Regions from separate parts of the Mus musculus genome. Here region 2 is linked to region 1. The links are chromatin contacts, called in public HiChIP or PLAC-seq maps. All regions are on one chromosome and are shown on one strand. Each heading gives the region's core, a stretch centred on a gene start, on an enhancer-like site or on the middle of the called end of the contact. The rest is flanking DNA. Distances are from core to core; before and after follow the strand shown.

Region 1 (4,902 bases), core at 1,723-4,222:
TTACCCGGGACAAAATGTGCTCCATGGTCAAGAAGTGGCAGACCATGATTGAAGCTCACATTGATGTCAAGACGACCGATGGGTATTTGCTCTGACTTTTCTGTGTTGGATTCGCTAAGAAACACAACAACCAGATAAGAAAGACATCCTATGCGCAGCACCAGCAAGTCCGCCAGATCCGGAAGAAGATGATGGAAATCATGACCCGAGTGGTGCAGACCAATGACTTGAAGGAAGTAGTTAATAAACTGATTCCAGACAGCATTGGGAAAGACATAGAAAAGGCTTGCCAGTCCATTTATCCTCTTCATGATGTCTTTGTTAGAAAAGTAAAAATGCTGAAGAAACCCAAGTTTGAATTGGGCAATCTCATGGAGCTGCATGGGGAAGGCGGCAGCTCTGGCAAAGCAGCTGGAGACGAGACGGGCGCTAAGGTTGAGCGAGCTGACGGATATGAACCGCCAGTCCAAGAATCAGATCAGTGTAAAATCCAGATTTTTAATAGTGACAAATAAAAAGTCCTATTTGTGGGAAAAAAAAAAGGAAAGGAATTCTGAACTATGCACCAAGGGGGGGGGGGGACGACTCATAAAAGAATTGGCAACAAACAGGAAAAATGCAAGGATCAAAGATTAATTCAAAATTAAACACTCCATGAATATGAGGTGTCTTGCTGTTGTTGATGGAGTTGTGTTTTGCAAACTAACAGCAGCTCTGGCTCTGAACATACATCAGGGGCACTCAACTTGTGTATGCCCTCACCGTGTAAAGTCAACAAACAATGTCTAAAACACCCCAAACACCCTCCCTCAAACTGAAGGCTAAGAGTTGCATTGGTGGTTTTTACAAGGAGTTTTCTATTCTTATAGAAACTAATATTTAATTATAAACAACAACAGCAACAAAGATTCCTAATAGTTTCCTACCTCCACTCCTCAGTATGTAAGAATCAAATTAGTGATTCTTTGAATTGGCTTAAGTTAGACAGACAAGCACTTCCTATCCATTATCATGCAAATTGTTTTTCTCTTTAATGAGTGGTAGGATTTTATGTAGGCCAAAGGATTGTGTTCAAATAAATTTCTTTATAATTTATTATCAGTAAATGTTTGATATCTATACCTACTTTTATAAACACAAGACCACATATAATTTTATCTGGGAAGGCTGGATAGGTGACTCAGAGGTAAGAGCACTGGTTGCTCTTGCAGAGGACCTGGCTTCAATTGACAGCACTCATATGGCAGGTTGCAACTGTTTGTAATTCAAGTTCCAGGGGATCCAACATCTTCTGGCCTCTGGGGTCAACACACACACACACCACACACAAACACACACACACACACACAGTGCATGGGCATACATGTAGGCAAAGCACCTATACACATAAAATGAATAATAAATTTGTCGGGGGTGGGAGAAATGGGTTGTAACTGGATAAAGCTTAAGATGCCCTAAAGTAGAGTACTATAATAGGAAAATCTCACAAGGAAAATGAACACAAGATATAAAAAGTGCAGTCCAACTCAATGGTTGCCAAAAGAGTGCCAAAGCTACATAGAAAAGTAAATAAGATACCAAGGGGAAACTCAAGGTCACAGCATTACTGCGATTCTATCAGAATGGAGACAGTCAACAAACAAGAGAGACCCCCTCTTGTTGGGAAGGAAGTTCTGGTTTTTGACAGTTAAGGGCAAGGAAGAGTAAAATATGCCTACGGTTTGGTTTTTCCAAGTGCTTGCAAGTTTTAGTAACTAACACTTTCAGTGGAGTTGAAGGTTATTTAGCACTTAGCATGAATTTAAAGGAAGGGGGAGAGTTGGGAGGTGGTGGAAGGGGTGGAAAGAATTCCCAGTACCTAGGACGGGGCCCGAGAACATGTTGGATTCCTTCAAGGCGCTTTATAAAGCACCACCTTGGATATCCATCATAGTCCCACCCCAAAGAGAAGGCATCAAAATTAAACCAAGCTACCTCCGAGAAATCATTGGAGGGAAAGGTCGATGAGGAGAAAGTGGCTCCCGTTCTCCCCCATTGATTCCCTATGCGCAGAATCAGACTTTACTGCTGGTTGGAAGTCACTTTGGCCACTTCTCTCTGAGCTGTTGTTCTCCTGCCAGAGCTGCTCCTGCTGGAATCCTGCTTGCCTCCCATCACAGCTGTGGATAAAGGCTTCCTCCTCTTCCTTCTTTCTTCCTTCCTCCCTCTTTCTCTTCTGCTTTTTCTTACTTTCCCTCCTCTATCGCTCCCTCCCTTTCTCTCCCTCTCCCTCTCCCCCTCCCCCCTCTCTCATTCTCTCCCCCTGCTGAGTGTGGATCTAACTAGATTCTTCAAGCTCCTGCCTTGCCTTCCCACAATGATTGCGACCTGGAATTGTAAGCTAGACGGAACCCTTTCTCCTCGAAGTTGCTCTTTGTTTGTTTGTTTGTTTGTTTATCACAGCAGCAGAACAAACCCTTTCTAGATCGGCTCAGCTCTAGTACCAAATTCTCAGAGATAAAGTGAAATCGGTTGGTTTTAGGACATGAGCACCTTCCCTGCGTGCTACCATATCCACAGTGTGTTATTGTTTCCCACATGGATAGTTCTATATCTCAGGATGGTATTATTGGCACCCATGTGTGTATCATATATCTCACGTGGGGGCGGTCAAGTGGCTACCTACACTTGCCTGACTCAGGGACAAGTGCCGGCCACATCTCCAGAAAGCATGAAAAAGAAGAAAAGTTAAACCCAGGAGAGACTGTATCCTGCCACGACCCCATCGCCTTGAGGTTCCTGGGAAGGAACGTCCGTGCCTGCCTTCTTTTGCTAGGCTGCAAAGCAACCTGCCACATGCAGGGCGGAAAAGCCGGCTTCAGAAACAGCCTAACCGTTGCGCAGGCGCAGCCCATAGCTTTCAGAAAGCCACTTCCTGCCTGGTTGCCTAGCAACGGGGGAAGCGTTGTTGACATCCACAGAAACTGCAACTCAGACTTGAGCCAGGAGCTGTCCCACAGGCGCGATGGTAAATCTGAGTTCTTGTCTAGAAGGGTAGAGGGGGAGACTCATGTGCACAGCTGTCCTGGGAGGGTCTCACCATTTACTGGATGACAGCTGGAAAGGGCGCTATTGAAAAAACGGGAGGTGTTGAGATGAATCTGGGAGCCAGAAAAGTTTGCAAAGAGCTATGACAGAGGTGGAGAAAGAAAGAAAGATCCCAAGCTGAGAAAGAAGGAGACCAGGAGAACAAAAAAATGGGAAGGGGGCTGGGAGATGAGTAAGAGACAAAGAGGGAAGAAATAAAAACTAGGAGGGGGGGCGAGGAATGGAGAGAGAACGCGGGGAGGAAGGTGGGATGCTACCCCAACCTCGCCTGCACAGAAAAGGAAGGAGAGAGAAGAGAGAAAAAAAAAGGAAAGGGAAAAAGAAAGGCAAAGGGGAAGAGAAGAGAAGGAAGGGGATGGGAGAGAAAGAAACGAAGGAAAAGGGTTGGAGAAAAGGGAAAGGGAGAGGAGGAGGAGGGAAGGAGAGTGAAGGGGAGAGGAGGAGAGGCACAGGAGTGGCCTGGGGACACAGGAGGTTGCAATAGGGGTCTGGGAGTCAGAAGAGAACCACCTTGGAGGAGAGGAAAGGTGAGGAGCAGAGAGCTGAGAGGAGCAGTGGAGGAAGGGAGGAGAGGTCCGTGACTTTGAGGAGCCCCTAAGGCGATCAGAACTGGGCTGGTTTGTGAGTATTCTGTGCCAGACATAAGGAGACCAAGAAATGCCAAGTGTCAGAGAGATACCCCAAGAAAAAAATGTCTACATTTACTGGGGTTTGCGTTTTCTTGGTTGGTCGGTTGGGTTGGTTTGTTTGTTGTTTGGTTTTGGTGTTTGGTTTGGTTTGGTTTTGGTTTTGTCCCAGGCTGTGTATGAGACAAAACAAGTCCCTGGCACTATCAGATTCTTGCTATTACTGTCACTGGCGATGTCTCCTTTTCCTTTCCAGAGGACACCTCAGGCTCAGAGCTTTCGTGTTACTGAAATGTAAACATATGCTCTCTTCCTTTGTTTTCACAGTCCTCTTTATTTGTGACAGCCCGTTTGTGACCTGGGGTGGCCTCTGCAGATGCATTTCTCCAAGCTTTGGGCCATGGTGTAGTTTAAAGAACATGCTAAATTAAATGTTACCAGTGTCCACCATGAGGAAAGCCACTAATCCAGCCTGACATTTCCTCAAAAGACACCTGCCCTGGTGGTGGGAAAAACGAGAAAAGTGCTTGCTCACCTCCACAATGGGTGCAGAAGGAAGCCTGTCTCTGACTGAAGTAACGTAGTGTTCACTTGTGAGATGTTGGGAAAGAAAACAATAGAATAGATTCTCATCACAAAACTGCCTGGCTAAGTGGAGCACGGTAATGCCTGCCTGGAGTCCCAGCACTCAGGAGGCTGAGGCAGGAGGACTGCTGCAAGTTCAAGACCAGGCTGAGCTATATACTGTGAAATCCTATCTCAAAAAAAAAAAAATCCAAAAAAAATGCATATGAGGCTGTGGAGAAAGCTCAGTGGTTAAAAGCATTAGGTTCTCTTGCAGAGGACCCAGGTTCAAGCCTCAGCAACCCCTGATATCTCACAGCTGTCTGTAACTTTATGTCTAAGTGATCTGACACCCTCTTCTGGCCTCCACTGGCCCTACGCATGCACATGGTGCTCAGACATACGTGCAGACAAGCATCCATCCCTATAAAATAATAAACTATATTTTTACAAGAAGTGTAAATAGTCGCAATGTGCTGTTGGGAATAAGACAGCACAGGGAACCGAGTGGTTTTAGTCTCAGCCAGCTCAAAAAGGTAAGCGTAAAACCCAGATGCGAGTCCCTAATGCAGACACCCATAGCCGAACATTCCGCTTCAACCAAGACACAGCCAGGGTGCTCCGG
Region 2 (4,902 bases), core at 713-3,212, 83 kb after region 1:
TGACACACTGACCCAGATTCGTCAGATGCTCTCAGCTACGGAAAGTCCATGACTATGAAACCGGCCTCCATGCTGTGGGCCTCAGGCAGATATTGCTGATGTCCTCATGACTCCCATGAGCCCATTCAGTAACCTACTGCACACCCCATCCCTCCCAGAGGCTTCCACATCAGGACCCAGAGACTTTTGTTCTGTGTATGGGTACTTGGGACCCTGAAGAGGTGATAGGTTTGAAGCCCATACAGCCCTGGCCTTCCAGCACCAGCTGCTCCAGTTTCACCGTTCTGATGTAAATGTGATGTGTGGACCACCCCCCCACCCATCCTTTTTCTCTTACCTCAGGTGTGAGATCTCTATCACAAGGCCCCCGAGGATGCACAAGCCAAACAGCCAACAGGATATTGCATTACAGACCTGAGGCTCAGATATCTGATCCCGCTTCAGTGGCAGGGCTGGGCTGGGCTCAGAGGACTGCTCTGTATTTCCCCCAGCGTCCACGTCCACGACTGTGAGACTGACTCTGGTCTTTTGCAGATAGCTCCCTCTGCTCAGCTCAAGCCCTGTGCCTGTAGCCTGACCAGGCAGATGGGACGCTTGAAAGTGGTGTGGAACATCAAAGGAGTCTGACAGTTAAAGTCAAATCTCAACTCTGTCCCTCACTAACAGCCAGATCTTAGACAAGCTGCCTGGGCTCTAGAGATTCGTTTTTCTCCCTCTATACAATAGGAAGGCCAATGCCGGGTACTCATGTTGATAAATGAGAATTCAACAAGAGTAGCAAGTGCCCAGCATATGAGGAATAATGGGTCAGGCTTCTATGACCAGGCCTCTGTTTCTATATGCAGCTCTCATCTAATTCATGGTAGTCTGTGGTCCATTCTTCTATCCCAGAGAAAATTCAAGCAAAATGCTACCACTGGGGACGTCACTGTGTCGCCTGAAGCAATTGTTACTTCCCTTGTGACCCTGGCACTCATTCCCTTTAACCAGAGCCAGGACAGCTAGAGCTATGCCAGGCTGTCCAGGGTCTACGAGCACCAGACCACACATGGCAACTGTCATCTGAAGCTCAGAAAGATCTCTAAAAGCCTACTCCACAGTTGTGGCTGGCAGAACGGCAGTCCCAAACATAAAGGTAATAACTTGTGTTTGTGGTGTGTGTGTGTGTGTGTGTCTGTGTGTGTGTGCCCGTGTATGCTCTAGTGAAGGATGGGATGAGCCCAGAAGGTCGGGGGCATTCTGAGTGTTAATGCCTTCCTTAAAAACTTAAGGCTTCTATGACAGTGACCACAAACCGTGGTTCAAAACAACAGAAGTTTATTCTGTAGTGCACTTGGAGACAAGAAGTCCACATTCCAGGTCCTGGTCTACTCTGAGTACTGAGGCAGGAGCTTTCCAGAGCTCCCCCCTCACCTGCTGATGGTGCCAGCCTTCTTGGGTGCTCCATGGCTGGCAGCTGCTTTACTTGAGTCTCTGTCACATCCCCTTTCCTATTTCACGTGTCACGCCTTTTCCTGTGTCACTCCCAGCCACATACCATCACCTCCCACTTAGAGGCTACTTCAGGTCCATTCTCCATTCCATTAAGAATTAACTCAGCTTCATGGATTGAATAGATTAGGAAGTGTTTTCTATCTCTCTGAGGACAAGAAGTCCAAGTGCTAGTTAGCTCTTCCTGCATGAAGGAGAACCCTGGGCTGGATCTTAAATGTTTGCCTGGGCTGGAGATACCACAAGCACCTGTAGTGGGATCGGTAACCAGGTGCAGACTGTGGGCTAGGCTTTCTAGGGTCACGGTGGGTTCTTCGGTCCCTGGGGTATGCTCTGGTGGCCCCGTCGATAAAGAGGGAATCAGTCTAGTGCCTTTGCTGCTCTTTCAACTCATGCAAAGCCAGCACTGAGAAGACACAGCTGAGCTCAAACAAGGCAGAAACTGCAGGGTTCACAGGCAGGAGCTGGCTGCGCCCTGAAAACAGGAAGTGACGTCAACACCCCCCTCTCCCCGCAGGAAGGGGTCCAGGCTTCTTAGTTCTCTCCTGAGGAGGAGGATGCTGCATGGGGAAGCACACAGGCATTCCTGAGCAACACTTCATACAAAGTCGGGCCTGGAATTCACACAAAGGAACGTCCTCGCGCTATCCACCGCATCCTCTGATTCCCTGAGTGACCGCACGGAAGTCAGCCTCTGCTGGAACCATCCACAGGACTGAGAGACCCTGAGCAGTCGGCAGCCTGAGGCTCCGAGACTCCGCGTGGAGTAAACATCCCTGGTCTTGAGACCATGGGCTGTGACTCAGCTGTGTCTCATCCCTTGAGGAAGGCACAAGGGCAAGTCTCCCAGAGAGAGGCTCATGAGTGGCCTCTATCAAGCAGCTAAATGACCTGGCTGGAGAGTTCATTCATTTGCTTTTGTTATGAATAAGTGGGAGGGGCTAGGGAAACAGCTCAGTGGGTTTAAAAAAAAAGTGCTAGCTTTACAAGCATGGGGACCCATGTGTTTTAAAAAAAAAAAAAAAAGGCAGAGCTTTTTTGGCAGATGCTTGCTTGTAATCCCAGAGCTGGGGAGGTGGTGACAGGTGGGGCTGGGGCTCACTGGCCAGTCAGCTTAGCCTGCTGGGCAAGTACTGGGCCAGTGAGAGACCGTGGCAGCGCCTGAGAAAGAACATCTGAGGTTGACCTCTGACCACTGTGCATGCACACATGTACCCACACATATACACGTGCACCTACCTACACACATGAAAATGAAATAACAAATAGACAATTATCCTGTGTTTAAGACCTCACACATCTGACCCACAGACTTTGAAAGGGGCACTCTAGACCCACCCTGTCTACCAATGCCATAGATGTATATATAGTATCTTCACTCTCTCCCTAGTAATTGAGTCACATCAGGTCCAGGACACAGAAATGGCTACATAATCAAAGACCATACTACCAGGCAGAAGGTGGAATCAGAAAGTATCACAGGCATTGCCAATGCAGGCCATAATGGGAAAAATAGGTATGTCTTTTTAAAAAAACAAAAAACAAAAAGGGGAGGCGGGCATGAAATGCAACCTATGGAGAGCAAAGCCTGCCATGGGGCCACAGACAAAACGTCGGCTGGCCAGCTCGTGTCCACAGTTCAGAGATGGAAACGGAGCTGAACGGTAGAACATTTATTTGTCCAACATGTACAAGACCCTGGGTTTGATCCCTGGCATCAAAAAGAGTCAAACTTCAGATAAATCAACGGTAATTTTAAAATGTAAGTATGTCCTGGTGTCCTAAATGGTGCCGAGGATATACTCACACTAAAAATAAAATCGCACATTGTTTGATGTACGTTTACAGCTGGGCAGCCTGTACTTTTAACTGGCTAAATTTGGTCACCGTTGGCAGGCTCCCCAAAGCGTTCATTCAGAGAGAGGTCGGACTCACCTGATAGCTTCTGCGATTCGAGTGCTCTCCTTTCTCCGGTCGCTGGACAGCCGGCCGATCAGGTAGGAATAGTCTAGTCCGCTGCAGAACACACTGCCCACGGCACTGAGCAGCAGTAGCTTGCTGTCATCTGTGGCCGCGTTGCACAGGGCTCGCCGGACTTCCTTCATGATCTGCAGGCAGAGGTGAGTTCGCAGAGCTTTGAATGTCTGAGAGACTTCCCCTGAATGGAAGCACACGTCCATCCCCGGGGAAAGAAACTTCACTGAACCAAAACCTTCCCACACCACCCTCAGTGAAAGCGGAAGGATCAACATGGAAGTCCTGGGAGCCTGGTGTGAACTTGATCTGTCTCTATGAACTTCTGTTAGCCAACTTTAGGTTATTTGCTGGTTGAACCCCTTAAAAAGCATGGGAAAGTGGTCCTCTGCACAGCGTTGGTGAGCTATATAAGCCTCTAGTTGTCTCAGTTAAAATTTTCTCTTGTTTTATCTCCCTAGACCCTTGCAGGGGTCATAGGTGGCCCATGGTCAGCATGCTTTAGCATGTAGACATGACCAAGTTCACAGTCTGCTGTGTATTATCCACAAGATTCAGGATCTGCCAGTCTAGAATTCTCTCCAGGTGAGCAATAAATGACAGGCCACCTGAAAGTTCTCATTCCTCAGAGGGAATAGTGAAGCCCAGATTGTGAATATCTTGCTCTCCTCGTCATGCTACCACAGGGGAATTTCAATTGTTTGCCCCAGCTAGACCATGGTTTGAACAATAATCAGAAAGCTATCTTCTTAGTTCCTGCTGTATTCTTAAGACTGTCACAGTGCCTCAGTGATAGACATTCAAAAGTGGCCCACAGCAACTCAGTGACTCTCGCAGCTTCTGGCTGTAACCTCACACTTGGAAGCGTCAGCTGAAGGTGGAGCTGCCTGTCGAAGCATCTTGGCTCTGGATAACCGAGCCTCCTGTTTGGCTGTGGAGCAGTGAGGCAGTGTGAAGAAGAGAGCAGAGCCACCTCTCCCAGGCTACCAAAGTCATCACAGAAGCAGCAGCTGGTGCACTGCCGCTCGCATGCCCCACACGCCGAGAATGCAGGACTTCAAAGGCTGGCACAGGATGAACCCACACCCGTAGCCCGCCACACTCTGGCTCATTCCAATCATAGCCCCGTCTCGAGCACTGTCCGTGCCACCTACACAACATCTCCTAAGAGCCTGGGCATTCAGGATGACCGGCAGCAGTGTGGCCAGGATGCAAAATGAAGGCTTCCTAGACAGGAAACTTACATTGGAATCGAATACTAACTGGTATGGCCCTTCCTTCCTCCACATCACAGAACAAGCTGCCTGAACATTTTCTGTAGGTAAAATCTCCCACAAGAACTTAAAACCCCAACACAAAGTTGTAATACCACAGGGTTGAGAGATAGTCAAGTTTAAAAAAAAGAAGAAGAAGAAGAAAGGGCTATGGAGATAGCCA

The links. HiChIP or PLAC-seq counts read pairs in DNA pulled down with a chosen protein or histone mark.
Region 2: a contact with region 1 is called in an H3K4me3 HiChIP or PLAC-seq map of the SCID.adh cell line, with 25 read pairs. The contact joins the enhancer-like site here to the promoter of Dynlrb2 in region 1. A contact is called at or near these places in 3 of 39 promoter capture datasets (epiblast stem cells, liver and macrophages), 6 of 484 Hi-C or Micro-C datasets (CD4 T cells, CD8 T cells, Th17 cells and 1 more), 4 of 115 datasets of contacts at active chromatin or transcription factors (the SCID.adh cell line, double positive thymocytes, embryonic stem cells and 1 more) and 2 of 9 other capture datasets (adipose tissue and pancreatic islet).

What each region holds. Positions count from the first base shown.
Region 1 is chr8:116,502,043-116,506,944 of GRCm38.p6, forward strand. Dynlrb2 (dynein light chain roadblock-type 2) reads left to right here and starts at 2,973. Exons shown (of 4, transcript NM_029297.1): 1 at 2,973-3,007. The coding sequence starts at 3,005. It also overlaps the pseudogene Gm9058.
Region 2 is chr8:116,585,824-116,590,725 of GRCm38.p6, forward strand. Cdyl2 (chromodomain protein, Y chromosome-like 2) reads right to left here. Exons shown (of 7, transcript NM_029441.3): 4 at 3,427-3,599. Among named protein-coding and RNA genes, the nearest start is that of Gm31367, 18 kb to the right of the region's middle. Within about 2 kb of position 1,963, at least 98 of the 459 cell types and tissues checked have an H3K27ac peak or open chromatin away from gene starts, as enhancers often do. A contact at or near this core is called in CD8 T cells, the SCID.adh cell line, Th17 cells and 3 more, where this site is marked.